2 separate regions of the Mus musculus genome follow, and region 2 is linked to region 1. Evidence: chromatin contacts called from public capture Hi-C data. All regions are on one chromosome and are shown on one strand. The core of a region is the stretch at or near the end of the contact, and the rest is flanking DNA. Distances in the headings are between cores, read along the strand shown. Region 1 holds the start of Tcea2 (transcription elongation factor A (SII), 2). Region 2 holds the start of Chrna4 (cholinergic receptor, nicotinic, alpha polypeptide 4).

The links. Capture Hi-C pulls out chosen DNA fragments and counts their contacts.
Region 2: a capture Hi-C map of embryonic stem cells shows a contact between it and region 1, with 2.8 times the contacts expected there. The contact joins the promoter of Chrna4 here to the promoter of Tcea2 in region 1. A contact is called at or near these places in 4 of 39 promoter capture datasets (hematopoietic stem and progenitor cells, liver, pre-B cells and 1 more) and 1 of 9 other capture datasets (embryonic stem cells).

What each region holds. Positions count from the first base shown.
Region 1 is chr2:181,677,967-181,683,473 of GRCm38.p6, reverse strand. It overlaps Tcea2 (transcription elongation factor A (SII), 2), which reads right to left and starts at 3,177. Exons shown (of 10, transcript NM_009326.3): 1 at 2,999-3,177; 2 at 199-261. The coding sequence starts at 3,067.
Region 2 is chr2:181,036,885-181,042,391 of GRCm38.p6, reverse strand. It overlaps Chrna4 (cholinergic receptor, nicotinic, alpha polypeptide 4), which reads left to right and starts at 3,215. Exons shown (of 6, transcript NM_015730.5): 1 at 3,215-3,400; 2 at 4,822-4,973. The coding sequence starts at 3,319.

The DNA.
Region 1 (5,507 bases), core at 1,928-4,427:
TCCCACAGTGGACAGCTGGGGAATGGCAGGGACAGAAAACATCTCTCCCAATGGCTATTTGGGACCCAGGGACCTACCTCCCACCTCTCTTATGACCAGAGAGAATCAGAAATCCTCTCCTTAGAACAAAGTTGTTTGTGCCAATTAAGCCATGTGGGAGTTAATATAGGGAGCCCTGCTAAGACAGGAAGCACTTACCTGGAGCAAGTGCAATGTAATAGGCATATTCTTCAGCTCCCGCAGCAAATCCATAGCTCCCTCCTGAAAGGAAACGGGATGTTCATAAAGGACTTTAAACCTTAGTGGATGCTGGGTAGTGGTGGTGCATGTCTTTAACCCCAGGATTCAGGATGCAGAGGCTGGTGAATCTTGAGTTAAAGGCCAGCCTGGCCTACAGAGTGAGGCCAGGAGTTCCAGAATGGCCAGGATTACACAGAAAACACTTGTCAGGGGGCATAGTGGACAATCCTACCTCTTTGTCATCACCAGGGGGCAACTTACATGTCAGAAAGAAGCCACTCCTCTACCCTGAGATTCCCAGAGCACTCCATACCTGTTCCTACATCACAACAGGGGCTTTTTACTGCTCCTGCCATAGGGCAGGAATAGAGGCAAACAGCTCAACAGTGCTCTCCTCAAAGATCAGGGGGTTTCTCATCCTGCATCTACGGTGATCTCCAGACATCATGGTAACTAACCACAGGAGGACACTGAACAAACTACTAGAGAAAATAAATGCCCCAACTCCTGCTCAACACGGAAGGACATTCACGGGTATAGCACGGGTTCTTTAACCTTGGTCCATCTGTGCTGTGGTGGGAGAGCAGCCTCTCCTCAAAGCGCCTACCCATCAGGGCAGCACTACTCCTGGGTACTGTAACAGACAACCCTGGCTGCCTTCCTCTGCCCTGGCTTTTCCCCAGCATCTACAGGCAGGCTGCACCTCCAGAGTAGGCAGGCTCTTCCTGTTCCTACCTTAAAAGCCTCTACCTAAACTCTCAGGAATCTCTACTCCAGCCACAGATTTGCAAAGTAACAGCACCATAGCCAACAAGGTTTATCAGAGGCACAATTATTGCTAATTGAAAACTACCAAACCTGGTGACACAGGCCTTATCATCTCAGAGATACTTAGGAGGCTGGGGCAAGAGGATCAAAAGTTCAAAGCTTACCTGAGTTTCAGAGTGAATTCAAGATTAGCATGGGCATCTTAATGAGACCTTGTCTTAAAACAAAGTAAAGAGAGGGCTGTGTAGACACAGCTGTGATAAAGCTCTCACTTGGTAAGTTAAGGCCCTGGGTTCAATACCCACTATCAAAGGGGTGGGCAGGTGAGTTGACTCAGCAGATAAAGGTGCCAACAAGCTGTACAACCTAAGTTCAATCTCCAGAGCCCAAATGGTGGGAGGAGATAACCAATTTCCAGGGGTTGTCCTCATACTTACACACTCACCGAGATAACAAATGTAAAATAAATAAAATTAAATATACAAAGGGAAGTTTTTCTTAAAGCCAGCACCTACAAATCCCATAGTCTCACTTTTTATCTCTTTTCCAGACTGGTCACCACCCTCCTCCTAGGTACTGTAACAGAAAACCCTGATTTTCTTCCTCTGCCTAAGCTCTGTTCTTTGAACCTCAAGGGTAGGCAGGCTCCTCTGGTTCCTACCTTAAACCTCACTCTGCTTAAGGCTGCTCTTCTCTTTACCACTTCCAGGTTATATTCAAACACCTCCTTCCTACAACTGAGACAGCCTTTTCTTCTAACACCCAACACTATTGTGTTTGCTGTCCTCCAAGTTTCCACTATGAGCTCATTTGTCTTTATATGCCACAAAGAGGCAGAGAAAACCAACCCATCCAGCCGTGGTAGGGGCTGGGGCTGACCCTTCAATCTGTGTGACTTATCTGCTCAGGCTGCAGCCTTGTTTCATGGCCCTAAGTTAGTAAGCTGTACACCAATCAGCCCTGAGGTGGCTGACTTTGCTAAGAAGACCTGATCCTTGGAGCCAGGGGCATGCATCCACAATAGCCCTGCACTCCCATAATGAAAACCCAGATAAACCATCAGCTGTTCCAAGGAGCCTCTCTCAAGGACTACTGGAACCTCTGCAGGTTCCCTTCTCAACTGTACAGTCCTATCTGTGGCCTTCCATCCTTACTGGGTCTCCCTTTGGATTCCCATCCTATCTCTGCCACCCTTAGTTCCAAGTTTGTCATTTGTGCTTTCTCTTACCGGAAAGAAGCTCCAGCAGGGCCTCTGTAGCCCAGATGATTGCAAAGTGGGTTCTGTTTCCAGTGTAAAGGCTTATGTGGGCACTTAACCTACTTCCTGTTTTAGACCCCAGCCCTCCAACCCCTAGAGCAATCCTGCTCATCCCCAAAAGCTGTCCTGCAGCCTTCTACTTCAAGCACAGTCCTGGGGAGGCTGTACAGACTCATGACTCAGCCACTATCTGGGCTGCCCTCAGAGCGGTGCTGCGGATGCTCTAGAGTCACTCAGTCTTAAAGCCACCTCCTAAGTCCCTTCCCACCCACGGAAGGCAAGATTGCAGGTGCCATCATCCCCTAAGGATGCTCCTCAAAGGCTACGCAGGTGACCATGGTCGGAAGGCAGGCTGGACTGCCAAGCCCACACTGGCCAGGGGTCTCAACGCCACAGGCTCAACTGTCTGCCCAAACCGACTTGCTGTTGCCTGAGGCCTGACTAAGCAGGGGAAAAATTTATTAAGAGAAACCTGGTGCTGAAGGGTGGGGGGCAGACAGGGGAGACAACGGCTGGGCCAGGGACGCCCGCGGCCACCGCTGGGCGACGAACAGAGGGTAGCTTTCGGTCAACGCGGCGTCCATTGCGAAGCGGCAGTCCCAGGACAGGGTGGAGGGCGGGCCTGGGCAAGGGGTCTCGACTGACTGGGCTAGGTATCACTCTGCCCGAGGGTAGGCTCAGACGGTCTCCGCGGAGCGGGGCCCCAGGGTCCTGGCGGCCCGCGCCCCTCACCGCGTTCTTCCTGGTCACCATTTTGTCCAGCCTCCGGGCGATACGAGCAATCTCTTCCTCCTTGCCCATCACTACCTCGGTGGCGGCGGGTTGTGCCGGTTGCGCCGCCCGGCCTGACCTCGGCCGCCGCCGCCGCCTAGATCCGCGGTCCAAACCTCCGCCTGGCGGCCGCGTGCGACAGAATTAAAAAAAAAAAAAAAAAAAAAGAGTCCCCGCCCCCGGGACCACAACTCCCAGACGACTGCGCGGCCTGCGGCCTGCGGCCTGATTGCCCGCTGGAAAAGGTAGTTCCGCAGGTATCTCCGCCGGACCACGGCCCCACGTGCCCACCGAATGCCAGGGGGAGGGAGGACCTAGAGGAGGGAGAAGGACAACCCTACTGCGCTCAGGTCTTTAATTCAACCCATCTGAGCAGCTTGCCCTGGCGGCCGGTCGCGCCTTCACTAGTGCACTTAGATCGCCTCCACTTCCGAGAGTCACTCAGCTCACTCCACACACTTCACTTGGTACCAAGCCGAGTTTGGGGGCTTTCTTGGCGCTGCGCAGGTGGCCGGGACTCTGAAACGGTTTCTCCGCAAGAATTCAGGCTTTAGCCAAGCAATGTAGGCTCATGCCTTTTTAATCCCTGCACTCGAGAGATAGAGAGTCAAGCAGATCCCTGTGAGTTCAAGGTCAGCCTGGTCTACAGAGCTAGTTCCAATACATTCAGGGTTACACAGAGAAACCCTGTCTCGGGGGTGGGGGGTGGGAGTGGGGAGAACTATTCAGGTTCTGAAGTCAACCTAACGGTATAAACCCCAAGTTCTGCACATTGTTGTACGTCTCAGTCTCCCAACCTGTGAAGTGACAATGACAGAGGCTGCGATCAGGAGCCTCCGATTCATATTTTACACTGAGAACAGGGCAGGGTACTGAGGCAATCCGCTACTGAGGCATTACCTCAGGAAGACCCTAACCACGTCCAGGAAAGGGAGAATGGTGCTCTGCTCTTCTTCTGTCCTATACATGGTGGCAGGTGTGCTGGTACTAAAAGTCAATCTGAATTTTTTTGTACCCAGGAGGCCAGAGTGCAAATGACATACACAAATGACCTAAGCTGACCGTTTTAATCAGTTATGACATCTTTACCATAAGAAAAAGGCATGGAACTTCTTGAAGGCAACAAAGCTTTTCCAGAGGTGCAGTGATGGCTGAACCCAGCTCTCTAGTTTCATACCACCTCTCATTCTGCCCTTTACTGAGAGCTGGGCCCTTGCTCTAAGCTAAACCCAACAACAACAACAAAAATTCTGGGAAAGGGAACCCTGTGTTTGAGTACTGAATTAATGCTTTCAGGACCCTACCACAAGACAGGCAGTAAGAGAACCACAGGACCTTCAGCCATGCTGTGTTTGGCTGATGACTTGACCCCATCAAGGGACTGCCTACTGAGTAGTCCCAGCTCTGACTGGTCCCAATGATGAGCAACAGCAGCCTGTAGGTGGCAGGAGCCACCCACAGATCTGCTCAAGAACAGGCTCTTTCCTGAGGAAAATCCAGTAGATCACCAGCAGGGGAGCTATGTCACAAGAAGCCAGATCAAAGGTGTGTTCAATCCTGAGGGGTCCTTACTTGTGGGGTTGGTACTCACCAGCCAGATATTTCCACATTGCAACCTTAGAAAATTCCAACTTTAGAAAGCGCAGTTGATAGTATTTTGTTTAGCATGTAGGAAGCCCTGGGTTCAATCCACCGTACTGCATACAAACCAGGCATCACAGGTACGTGCCTGTTCACTCAGCACTTGGGTGATAGAGACAGGAAGGCCAGAAGTTGAAGGTTATCCTCAGATATGTATATGAGAGACATGTTTCAGAAACAAAAAGTCCTGATCCCAGATCCTACAAGAGCTCCAAATCGAACCTTCTGGCCCTTGATCAGAAAAGTCACCTCCCACCCCAGATTCTCCCCCACCTCACCCCACCCCCATACACCTTGCTGACTTTCAGAGCTTTATCTTCAGTGGAACCTCCCCACCAAACATCTAGACCATAGATTCACCCAGGTGTTCGCTCCAGTGTGGTGTTGTCCTCTACCCTAGCCTTCTGAAGGTGGTGGAGGACACACCTGCCTGGGTTTGGAGATAAGAAGTTTCTTGGACAATGTGATACCAGGTGGGAAAGAAGGCTTCTGGGAGACAGCCTTACCTATCTATATTGTCCAATCTACTACTGGGGTCTTTTCCAAGTTCCCAGAACACCTAGATGAGGTATCCTAACAATTCACCAACGGCTTTTGCACCCAGCCTTCCTGGGGCGCACACTCCCAATATTTCTTAAGAGTCTGCCCCTGAAGTGGATCTCTGACTTCAAGAGTCCTCAGTGAGCAACATAGCCCTATCCTAGGGACCCTGGGATAGAGATATCCCAGCTTGAAGGTCTGAAAAGGACAGGCAATGATCTAATGAGATAGGATCATGGGACATCCCCAGGGTCTGCCCCACCAGGCCAACTGTACCTTTGACCCAAAG
Region 2 (5,507 bases), core at 1,966-4,465, 640 kb after region 1:
GTAGTCTATAGACTTGTAAATTGGGCTTTTCTTGCCTAGTGCCCTCAGTAAGAGCTTCACTTGGCTCCAGGATTCCCAGGGTCCCCAGCAGTGGTTTCTAGTCAGCAGGTGGGGCAGGAGGGGGCCTACAAATTAATGAGTGAGACTGATTAATCTGCTGCATTAGCAAATCCGCAGGGAAAGTCAACCAGCCAGGCAGATGTGTGTGAGCCAGTGCACGTGGTGCACAGGGCTGTGTCAGCAATGCCCTGAGGGTGGAGCCGACCCCCCACCTGGCCTTTTGCTCAACGAGAGACTGCCCGAGAGAGACTGCCCGCTGGTGCGAGCCACTGTCCCAGACTGCTCAACCTGGAAGGCTGGGCACAAAGCCTGTCTCTAGAAGCTGTGAAGATAAACAGGCAACAGAGCTGAGCTGCCCCCAAGAAACTCTGAGTTCCTCCTGACTCAGTCAGAAGCCAGGGTCTGATTCAGATTTGGTCTGAAGATTCCTACATCTGAGTTGTCTGGAAAGGGCTGAAGGAAATCACAGATCTGCAGTTACACCAACAGACTCAGATAGCGGGGGCCAAACCCTGTACACTAACATCCCCAGGTACAAGTGGACTCCCCAGCATCTATACTTTTGGAAGCCTCCGCGGGCTCACCCAGCTCACCACCCCTTTCCCAATCTCTGACTCCCTCTGAAACTGTGGGAAAGACTCAGGATGGAGAAAGCAAAGCGGCTTTACCCAGAAGGAGGTTTTGATTTGCATGGGGCAGGAGTCAGGACCCTCATCCCCGAACTAAGAAATAGATATCACTCAGGTGGTGAGAAGCCTTAGTCTGAGTACCTTTCTCCACAGCCATATCTGAATGACAGCACCTAACCAGAGTTCCAGGGAAGCTGGAAGAAACGCCAAGGGACCTGGATCATGGTTGGCCACTTCTATATATTTAAGAGGATCTAACACTGTGTAGTCCAGGCTGACCTCAAACTCACTATGTAACCCAGCCTTACTTTGAACCTGTGGCAGTCCTTCTGTCTCTGAGTACTGGAATTATAGGCACACACCACTCTGCATCTATCCTTGGCTTCTGGTATTAATAGAAGATAGAGCTGACTGTGTACACTGTCCTTGCTCTGTGCTAATATGAAGCAGAGGTGTCACATCAAGATGGCTGTAGACCCAGGTCCAGCTGCAGTTTTCCCATGTGGGACCTGTTGGCCTCACTGCTCTCCCCAGATCCCTCGGGGTCCACCATGCTAAGCCTTACACAGGCTTGCTTTCTGCCCCACAGGCAGTGCTCAGCCACAGGCTGATTTGTTCATCCAAGCCTACAAGTGTGCTTAGGAATACCTGGCTAGTGCAGGAATGGACTAACACATACATGAAGCGTGGAGCCATGGTCTGACTCTTTGGGGGACAGAGGTGGATGAGGACAAGCTAATCGGGGGGACTAGCCCTAGTGGTGAGCGTGGAAAGAGCAGAGGTCTACTGAGAAAGCCAAGCTTTCCCTTGGCTCCTGGAAAGTCTCCAGGCAGAAAGGGAACGGCTACCCAAAGAACATTCTTCGCATGAGGTCAGGGTGCCTACTCTAAAGCTCGATAGCCTGTTTTAGGATCCCACTACTGAATGTGTGATCATGAGCAAGTTGCTTAAATCTTCTTGCACCCACCTGGGAAGGCATAGGTAAAAGAATTAGCCTTTGAGGGTACTGTGGGAGTCTGGCATACCAACACACCCTCAGTGTTTGGGCCAGCATCTAGGAGGGCACAGGAGGAGAACAATGGCCACTGCGAAGGTGATCTGCCCTGGAGGAGAGTATTTGAGAAGTCCTATTGTAGGCTTTGCTTACAGAGCGTAGGCAGATGGCTCCTGTGACCTGGAGGAGTCTGAAGGTTCCAGAGCAGGTATGTGACATATGTATTCACTGTAGGCCAGCAGGCAAGAGAGCTAGGTACACTACTGTTGGAGGGGCATACAGAGGAGGGGGGTGGAGCAAGGTAGGGAGATGGGAAAGAGGAGGGTAGGCATGGGAGCCCTGTACTGTTGGGGTTGGGGGGTCGGTACGGAAGGTCAAAGGGACAGTCAACCTCAGAGCCACCATGTCTGGGAACAGAGAGGTATGTGCTATAGGGACAGGGACAGCACTTTCTTGCCTTCAACTTCAGGATTGTCTCCATCTTGGGGCTTGGAGTCAACGGCAGAGTCTCTGGGACAAGGCATGGTTGGGATCTGGCTTTTGGTGTTGGACAGGGTTTCTTTCTTCTTGGGAACCCGTTGTCTCTCCTTCCATCACCTGCTGCTTAGATGCCCCCTCCCTCTCGCACCTCCCCCCCAGCCTCCCCCCCGCCCCCCCGCGTGCCACCAAAGCACTCTAGGAACCAAAGTACTCGAGCACCTTCTCCTTAGTGGCATCCCTCAGGACCATCCCTAGCACCCTACAGCTTGTCTCCAAGCACCTCTCCTCTCTGGCCAGTAGCTCGCTGCCCACAGAGCTGGGGTAGGGAACTGCTTTCATGCTGACAGTTTACCGAGAAGGCAGGGGCAGAGAATCTGCACGCTTAAAAAGGACAAAGATGGACCTTGGTCCCTAGCTGGCCCTGCGAAGGTCTGGATACCAGGTTCTTCTCACTAAAAAGGTGACACGGGGCCTGGGCGTCACAGGATGATTCTTGGACTTGCGGTGCAGGAGGAGGGCGGAAGGCTGATGGGGAGTGGGTTCTTTCCTCTCAGGGTTGGGCTAAGGAAGGAGACTTGTTATTTCTAAAATGCAAACAGTCACGCCAAGGAGGGGTGAAGTGATGGAGTTAGCCAGTGCCCAACAGGGCGCCCTCCTCGCGCGCACAGTCCCTGAATGCGCACCCGCAGTCTTCACGCTGCCGGCAGGGTTAGGGCTGGAGACCAGGGTTAGGGGCTCATTTCCAAAAGGCGCCGAGATGACTGGAATGACCACGGAGTCCCCAGCCCCTCCCGGCATGTCGGGAGCCTCAGGAGGACAAGGAAACTTTACCCCCACAAGGGGCAGAGCACGGCCTCCACATACCCTCGGGGCCCGGTCCGCCCCCTCCTCCCGCTCTCTCCCTCCTCCCTTCAGTCCCTCCCCCTCCTCCCCTCTCGCCGGCGGCTGGAGGCTGCAGGTCCGGGCGGGGCCGCGCCGCGGAGCCCACAACCTCGAGCTCCCGCCCCGCCGCCGCACCCCGCGGGACGAGCTGCGGAGCCCGGTTTGGGGACGAGCGGCCGCGACACGGGGCATGAAGTTGGGTGCGCGCGGGTCTCGGAGCGGAGGCGCGGTACTGCCGGGAGCCGCCCTCGTCTAGAGCCCGTTCTGTGAGCCATGGAGATCGGGGGCTCCGGGGCGCCGCCGCCGCTGCTGCTCCTGCCGCTCCTGCTGCTCTTAGGGACCGGCCTCTTGCCTGGTAAGTTTCGAAACGCGAAACGGGCCTTTTTCTCCCGGGTCCTGGCACCTAGGACTCCGGGGCTAGGGGAGAGGAGGCCCGGGGCTGCGGTTCCAAGCCGCGGGTGCGAGCAACGGGATAGCCACAGAGACTCCTCCACCCACTACAGCTTCGATGTCCTGCAGTGCTAGCTGAGCCAGAGAGGAAGGAATCAGCCTCCAAGTGCTGGGAGAGGGGGTTTGAGTAAAGGCGGGGGGGGGGGTGGTCTGACTGCATTTCGGAGCTGGAATCAGAACCTCCAAGTAGGATAGAGGTGGAGTCCACCTAGGAGGGAGGTTCCATCCAGCCAAATCTCGCCTTCAGACCGCCCCCATGTCTGTCCCTGTTTTCAGGGATCTACCCCTACCACCCCCCGGAGTTCCACCCTACCCTTTCTGCTCCCCCAGGCTTCCTCCACCTCTCTTCCTCTGAGCGGACACCTTTCACTCTAACCCGTGATGGGGCTTCCTGCAGTTATTTAATCCTGGCCTTCCCACTGAGCAGAGGGGTTATGCCTTACTGGTCGGTTCAAGACACCAGGAAGAATGAGGTTGAGGTGGGGAGGCTGGGGGGGGGGGGACTCTAGGAGTCCTCTCCTAAGGAGTTCCCATGTCTCTCAGGTGAGCAAGAGCCAGTAGACAGCAGAGGCTCCCCTCTTTCTTCCCAACCCCCTCTTTTGATGCAGCAACCCAGCAAATGGAGGTAGGGAGGCCCCCTAGCCACGTAGGGGGCCAATGGAGAGGACACAGATGGGCTGCTGGCTGGTGGAATGAGGGGGCACCCTCTTCATGAAGCAGTGTGGCGCTTATCCATGGAATCTTATATCCGTCTATGAACACAAGGTCCTGGCAGCCCCGAGGCTCTGCGTTCATTGTCAGGCTGTACCCTAGAAGCCCAGGCAGCAGGACCACTCCTGTGGACAGAGGCTCAAGCTCCTGCAGCCATGAGATGTGGTGCACAGTCCTCTTTCATTCACCACCACCACCCATCCTAGCTGCCCCATACACCTTCTGCCACCCAGCCCCACCCCCCAACCCCTGCTGTCCCTTTACATCCTTTGTCTCTGCCGGTCACTGGAGATAGGGCACTTCCATCCAAAGTGATTGTCTGCAGGGGAGCTCTACCCCATTAATTCAGTGTTCACTATGTCAGTTGTCTTGTTTTCCTGGTGGAGTGCAGGAGGGCCTGATCCATTCATTCTTGGGGCCCTGGAAAGGCTTCCTTGAGGGGAGGAGTGGAGGTGCGGGGGGGGGGGGGGGACGACGACGACAAGGCAGCATGCCCAGGGGCCTGAGGTGGAAGAGAAATCAGAAGGAAGGGCTGTGATGGCATGGGGTCTGGTGTGGGGCTAGAGCAGCAGCTTCTGTGGTCACCTGTCCTTAAACTTTCTGCCTCCCCCACAGCTAGCAGCCACATAGAGACCCGGGCCCATGCGGAGGAGCGGCTCCTGAAGAGACTCTTCTCTGGCTACAACAAGTGGTCTCGGCCAGTAGCCAATATCTCAGATGTGGTCCTTGTCCGCTTTGGCTTGTCGATTGCTCAGCTCATTGATGTGGTAGGTATGGGGATGCCCTGGTGTTACATAGGACAATGGGGTCACCCTGCTGGAGTTATCACACTGAGACTCCATGTGGCTGGGTTCAACCAAGGTTGCCAGCAAAATGTCATCCTGAGCCTCAGCAGGTGCTCAGCACCGGGGAAGGGAGGTGAGCACTGTAGCTCTGGACCTGTTCACAGGAAAGCTAGTGGCCATGCTTCCTAAAGTAACCAGAACACCTTTTGGAGTAAAGACCAGGAAAAGGCTTCTGTGGGTATAGGAGGGCCAGTTCCCTCCTCAGCAGCTAGGCTGTGGAAACTTTGGTTGTGGCATCCTTTGAGTGGCCACTGTGGTACACTGGGGGGCAGGCACGATGATCTCAGATCAGATTCCAGAGGCCGCCAAGTACAACCAGTGTGGAAAGCGGGGCTTGGGTGAATTGCAGACAGGTCCTGCTTATCTGCATGTGTTCATTTCCCTAGTGAAAGTCTAGGAAGACTTCTGGGAGGACGTGTGTGAGCTAGGCAGCGAACTTCCTCCAAGAAATCCTGG